Regions from separate parts of the Urocitellus parryii genome. Here region 1 is linked to region 2. Evidence: chromatin contacts called from public Hi-C data. All regions are on one chromosome and are shown on one strand. The core of a region is the stretch at or near the end of the contact, and the rest is flanking DNA. Distances in the headings are between cores, read along the strand shown. Region 1 holds the start of Rnf150 (ring finger protein 150). Region 2 holds the start of Tbc1d9 (TBC1 domain family member 9).

Region 1 (3,408 bases), core at 403-2,902, 310 kb before region 2:
GATCAGTTAGTTCTTCTTTCTTCTTTCTCTTTTATAAGAGTTTTAGAGAGGATAGACCTTTCATTTTGAAGGTGAGTATTTAGGAAGCAAGATTTCTGATCATTGCTTCGAGAGTCTGAATGGAGAGAGATTTGGTGTGTGTGTGTGTGTGTGTGTGTGTGTGTGTGTGTATTTAAAATTTTTTTAGTTGTCAATGGACTCTATTTTATTTATTTATATGTGGTCCTGAGAATCAAACCTAGTGCCTCACACATGCCAGGCAAGTGCTCTACCACTGAGCCACAACACAACCTGACCCATATATTTTTTTTAAAAAAAGTAATTCCATGCTCATTTTTAATCCAATCCCATATCTCAGAGTTCCTTATAATGTTTTTTTTTTAATATTTACAAATTCCTTCTCCAACAGTAAGAAGCTGGCTCCCATTTTCCTTATGAGAGTTCTTATGCTGCAGCCTTCCTGACTGCCTGTCTTCAGTCCCTAACTTCTCTAAGGGAAAGGGCACAGAAGGAGAGTCATACATTCTTCATGACACAGATTCTCCAAGCTTTGTGGCTAGAGGAAAACTGCTAAAAGATAGGTCTGGGGAATCACCGTGGTTTGCATTTTTGCAGAATCTACCTGGGGGTTTGGAGCCAATGTACTCCTCCCTCAGATCTCTGGTGGTTCAGAAACCAGCAGCCAGGCATCTCCACTTTGCCTCCTTGGGCATTAGGCACTATAAAAAGCACTGTCCCAATTGCCTAGAAGCCTATTTTCTAAAAGGAATAAGCTAGGAACACATACAAATCCAGCACATCAAATACCAGAGAGACAGATTCTTCTAAGTAGTTCTTGTGCCTGCTTCTAATTTGGGTATAGCTGGGGCTCTCTGCTCTCCCCTAACAGCCACCAGCTGTTGGTACTGCTGCCCAAAAAAAGAGAAGTTTTGCTGGTGGACATTCATTAACAGAGAGCTGTACGTGTATTCAGGTCCTGGGGAAATGGTGGACTTTTTGCTTTTTGATATGAATTGGATCCTGGTTCTATGAGTGATAGCGGGGAAATACCTGTGAGTGATTGAGAACCACCACACAAATATTTTTCAACACTTTATATTTTCGGTTTCTCAAACCAAGGAAACCATAGGTGAGAAAGGATAACAACCAAGCACTTAATTGGTAAGTAATTATGCTGTGCCACAGTTTTAAGATTACTCTAGGGAAACCGTATTCTCTGCTGAGTAGTTGTAATCTACATGCTCAACTGGAGAGCACTTGCTAAACAGTAACCCAAACAAATCTCCCTTGCTTATTGATGTTGTGAGTGCTCTGATGCCAGTCATGACAACCAAAATAAATACAGAGAGAAATGGCTCATCCAGTCTCTTTTCCTCCACAGAGTTAGACAATGTCCATTTTATAAGGAGGGAAAAATGTCACGTGTTTGTTTCCAGATGGGAGAAAAGAAGCCTGCCTATTCCTATACCCACCCCAACATAGTGGTCCCTAGACCAGCAGCATTAGATCATCTGGGAACTCCTTAGAAATGTGTGTTCTGGGGCCCAACCCAGGCCTACTAGACCAGAAACTTCACAAGGCCCATTAGTCTGTTTTAAAACTAAAGTTTAATAGACAATGTTCTAGATATTTCAGGAGCAGTGTTAAAAGACCTTAGACTAACAAGATTTAGACTTTGGTCCCGGGTCGGGTACTTAGGGAGCTCACCGTAGTTCTTCCAGCAAATGAAAAGGTTGTTTACAAGAGGCACATTTTGCTATATTTAAGGCGTAGGAAGTTGTTTCTGTACTTATAGGTCAAGGGGTCGCTTCCCCTTTTGCCCCCACCGGGATCATGTCGCAAACTGATGGTGAATGTGAGACCCGGCAGGGGTCGCTGCTGTCCATGGAGAGAGACTGAGGGAGCGTGGCAAGTGAAGCCCAGAAGCTTTGACATCACACTAAGCTCCTCCTTGCACGCACACATTATACACACACACAAACATATACAGACACTCATACACACACACACACGGACCGCGTAACTCCACTCTTCCCACTCGCTCCCATTCTCCCTGAGCCGACCCCTCCCGCGGCAAGTGTGTGTCTCGGCACAGCCATCAGCCAGGCCAGGAGCGCACGCCAGCTGCCCCAGCGAACCGGCGCGCAGTGGGGGCGGCCGCCAGGGCTGCGGCCGGACCCGCTCACCCCGGCGCTCGGCTGCGGCGGCTGGGACACTCCGCCTGCGAGCGGCCGCGCCCGCCCCCGCCGGGGCCGGAGCGGGCAGAGCTGCCACCCCGCACGCTCCTGGGCCCCCTGCCACCCCATGAGAGAAGAAGCCGGCCGAAGGAGCAGGACGCTTGGCAGCTGGACTCCTCCGCAAGCCGAAGCGCCCCCTCCTTTCTCACCCCCAGCGCTCCTGAGAAGCAAGATGCAACCGCCGCGCTTCGGCTAAGAGGCGAAGGGGCCGGCGCCACCCGCTCGCCCGGAATCTGGTCCCCGAGGCGGCTGCGCGTCCCAGCCGCGGCCCCACGGGCCCGGGAGTGAGCAGTAGCAGCAGCAGCTGGAGAAGCGGCCGGCCCGGGGTTGGCCCGGGCTGGGGAGGAGGGACGGGGCGGGAGGAGGGCGCGGGGGGCGGGGAGGGGGCCCCGGCGGATAAAGATGGCAATGTCTCTCATCCAAGCGTGCCGCAGTCTGGCTCTCTCAACATGGCTGCTTTCCTTTTGTTTCGTGCATCTGCTCTGCCTGGACTTCACCGTGGCCGAGAAGGAGGAATGGTACACCGCCTTCGTGAACATCACCTACGCCGAGCCCGCGCCGGACCCCGGGGCCGGGGCTGCGGGCGGCGGTGGCGCCGGCGCCGAGCTGCACACGGAGAAGACCGAGTGCGGGCGCTACGGGGAGCACTCGCCCAAGCAGGACGCCCGCGGGGAGGTGGTCATGGCCAGCTCGGCCCACGATCGCCTGGCTTGCGACCCCAACACCAAGTTCGCCGCGCCGACCCACGGCAAGAACTGGATAGCCCTCATCCCCAAGGGCAACTGCACGTACAGGGATAAGATCCGGAACGCGTTCCTGCAGAACGCCTCCGCTGTGGTTATCTTCAACGCGGGCTCCAACACCAACGAGACCATCACCATGCCCCACGCAGGTAAGCTGCCCCGGACGGTGCTGGGCGGGTGCGGGGGAGGGGAGACCCAGAGGACGGAGGCGCCGAGAAAGATCCAGTGCCTGCAGCCCAGATCCTTTCTGGAAAGTCCGTGCTGCGCGGAAGACGCGTCTCGGTTCCCCGGACCTATTAAGTTTTGCCCCGCGTCACTTTGGGGGCGGGGGATTACAAAGAGTAGAGGATGCACTATATTGGGCAAATATCAAAGAGCTTGACATAGCGCCGCTCGGACGCAGCCTTGTTGAGGTGGGCTGACTTTTC
Region 2 (3,411 bases), core at 650-3,149:
ACCCTGACTCCGGCTCCCTCACCGGAAGTGGGTGGTAGGACACTCACTGACTGGCAGCCTCTGAGGAGTGGAGGGGTGTGTTTGTTCATCCAGCCATCTGACAGATTCCCCCTTACAAGTCAGAGCTGCTTAAGCAAACATTTGAAGTCCACTGTGTCTTAGTCCACGGTGCTGTTGTAACGTCATACCTGAGCCAGGGTAACTTCTACAGCACATACATTTATTTCTCAGAGTTCCCAAGGCTGAGAAATACACGATAAACTTGGCCACCCCAGGTAAGGGCCTTCCTGCTGTGTTCTCATATGGCAAAGGCTGGAGGGTAAACTAGCCCAAAGCTGCTGAGCTGGAACTTCTATAAGGGCCTAAATCCTATTCCTGAGGGTGGAGCCCTCATGGCCTAATCACCTCTTAAAGGTTCCACTTCTTAATACTATCCCACTGGTAACACCTGAATTTGGGAGGTGACACATTCAAACCCCAGCACAGCAAGAATGTCTCCTCTGAATGCTTTGCTCAAGGGGAAAGGGGGAAGTTCCTAGGATTGTCAGACATCTTCAGCAACGCAGAGTCTAGCAAACGCTGATCATCAGGGCAGGGAGGTCTATTTAGATGAACTATTTCCCAGATCTGCCCAAACCAGAGGTCATCAGATAAGCAGGTGGATGGGCTGTGATCACCACCAAAGACTCCCTGTGTGCGGGAAAGTGAAACTGTCTAGGGATATAAAGCCTGGTTCTTGTGTCTCTGGTTTCACTTTCTTAAAACATTTAATCCATCTATTAAACGTGGATAAATCTCTGAATTTCGTCATGCCGGGTCCTCGAAGCTCCAAAAAACCCTAATATAGGAACAGCTGTGGTGTGAATTAGTTAGTCTAAGCTTTTGGGCTGCTTCCAACTTCGCAATTGCTCATGCCCTACAGGTCAAGGAAAGAAGTGATGTAATGCACTTAGCTGGGCCACTTTAATTACAATGGAATGGAGAGGGGGAGGGGTCACAGGCGGGGACAAGTTTGGCGCATGACTTGCCCTAGGGATGCAGGAAACAAAAACATCGACAACCATTGGTTGCGTCCACTTCCGACCCTCGGATCTAGCGGCAGGTCTGGAACCTTGAAACACACATTTCCTGGGAAGAGGGTGGCGCTATCCTCACTGTCAAACTGAAACCCAAACAGCTCAGACACGCTCACAGAGGCTGGCAGCGTCCTCCCTGCTGGGATGGGCGTGGGGCTCAGTGCTTGGCACAAGGTCCCCAGAAGGCTCCTGCGAAGCCAGCTAAGGCTGCCGGGCTCGCGCAGAGTCCGAGGAGGATCTGCGCCTGTGAAAACTGGTGACACCCGGGTTCGCTCCAACTGAGCCGCGCTGTCGTCATTCATTCGCAGTGTCCGGAGCGTCCTTCCAGAGGAAGCTGGGCTGGCCGCTGGTGCAAGTGGCCCTGAGAAGGAGTGTTAACGCGCGGCGTCCTCGGGAGCTCTGAGCAGCTAGAGACCCAGGCGGCCCCGGAGCCGGAGCTGCCGGAGCAGCCGCGCCCCAGCCGGGCTCGGCCTGGACCGCGGGGACGATCCACTCGCGTCGCCCGCAGCCCTGCCGCCGCCGAGCGGGATCCTGGGACCAAGCCACACCACTTCCTCCTCCTCCCGCTCTCCATCCTCCTCCCGCTCCTCCCGCCGCGGTGGGCCGGAGCCGGGCTGCGGAGCGGCGGGCCTGGGCGTCTGCGGCCGCGGGCGCGCGGGGGGCGGCGGCGCCGAGAGGAGGATGCTGCTCGCAGCACCCGGGTCCTCGCGGTCCTCCCGGGCCGCCCGCGGGGGTTTCGTTGTGGCCCTGGCGCCGCGGGCCGCCCCCTGGTGAAGTCGCTGGTGCCAGCCTCACCTAGCGGGCGGGCGCGCGTGTGGCCGGGAGTACGCGCCCGTGCGCGCCAGTGTGCAGGACCCGACCCGCGGCCCCTTTGTGCGTCCGCCGTCGGCGGCTGGGACCATGTGGGTGAACCCCGAGGAGGTGCTGCTGGCCAACGCGCTGTGGATCACCGAGAGGGCCAACCCGTACTTCATCCTGCAGCGGAGGAAGGGGCACGCCGGCGACGGAGGCGGCGGTGGCGGACTGGCCGGTAAGGTCCTCGGCCGCTCCCTGCGGGAGGGAGACCGCGGGCACTGCGGCCCCGCCCGCTGCTCTGGGCTGCGGGCCCCGGGGACACCGCCCGGTCCCCCGGGTCGGCCACCCGCCCCGCCAGGGTGTGTGGAAGGCGTCGGGAGTCGGGATTCTCCGACTGGGCAAGGGATGCTGCCTTTCTGACCCTGTCAGGCAATGGGGTCTTCGCGTGCTGGGCGCCCCCTTAGTGGGCGATGTTGATGAGAACCAGGATGAGTGAGTCTGGGGCGCGGGGAGCCTCATCCCTTAGGAATTGAATACGTTATTCCCTCCCCCTCCCTCCTTTAAAAAACATCGCTTTACTTATGGAAAAGAGACATGGAATGGTTAATTTTTACTTCACTGTCTTTACTGGCAATAGCAGGATCAGGTATAAAAACGCTCTTTTGTTTTTAGGGAAACAATCAGTAAGGAGCTGATGTGGTCATTTCCTATATTAGTTATGACCAAACAGAATGAATAAGAAAAAAGAAATTCTTTTGTTGCACCTAATTAGGCATTAAACAAAGCGAGTGATCTAGTTCTTTTGTAAAAAGAATTGGCTGTACTATGGCATTTTGACTAAATGCTATTATTACCTCAGTCACTTCTTCTCTGACCCCCTCACAAGGTATTACTAATGTAACTAACTGAAGCCAGGCCATTTTCAGGATTATAGTATCAATCAGACCCATATCCCAAGTAGTGCCATATCAGAAAGATCTTCCTTTATAAACTAAGTAGCACATGGCGGGAGGTTACAAATAATCTTGAACTCATACTAGAGAAATTGATCCTTCCCTTCCCCTCGTTAGAGTGAACAGAACTGGAATACTTTTTACAGTGAAAAAGTTAGCAGATGATACAGAAGTTTAACTAGGAAAGAGGCTACAGAAGAAATGACCTATGACCTCTTTAGGCTGGAGACTATTTCACTCTTTTCAGAGTTTGCCTGCTAGGTAAATTGCTTTCACAATGTCCTGCTATGAAATTAAAAAAAAAATCTTGATATGGTATATATTTTATTGTGAATATATTTATAAACTGGATTTCTCAAGATTAAAAATCAGGAGTCATATGGTACAGTATATGGTGGCATATGTTTGAAAGATTTTGCTAGTACATCTGATGGCTGATAGGCAATCTGATTTTTTTGCACTTTTCAACTAAAAGAAAATCTGTAACACTCTAGTGCCATTATGGAAATACTGACTGGTGAATTTGAATCAGAATTTTCCAATTCATTTTGTAGGCGTTATCTGAGTATAAACTTTAGTGTGTAACT

What was found. A called contact is a pair of places that touch in the nucleus more often than the background predicts.
Region 1: a Hi-C map of liver shows a contact between it and region 2, with 6 times the contacts expected there. The contact joins the promoter of Rnf150 here to the promoter of Tbc1d9 in region 2. A contact is called at or near these places in 2 of 2 Hi-C or Micro-C datasets (liver and muscle).

What each region holds. Positions count from the first base shown.
Region 1 is chr10:17,096,441-17,099,848 of mUroPar1.hap1, reverse strand. Rnf150 (ring finger protein 150) reads left to right here and starts at 1,652. Exons shown (of 7, transcript XM_026386172.2): 1 at 1,652-3,129. The coding sequence starts at 2,640.
Region 2 is chr10:16,788,103-16,791,513 of mUroPar1.hap1, reverse strand. Tbc1d9 (TBC1 domain family member 9) reads left to right here and starts at 1,899. Exons shown (of 21, transcript XM_026386208.2): 1 at 1,899-2,106. The coding sequence starts at 1,977.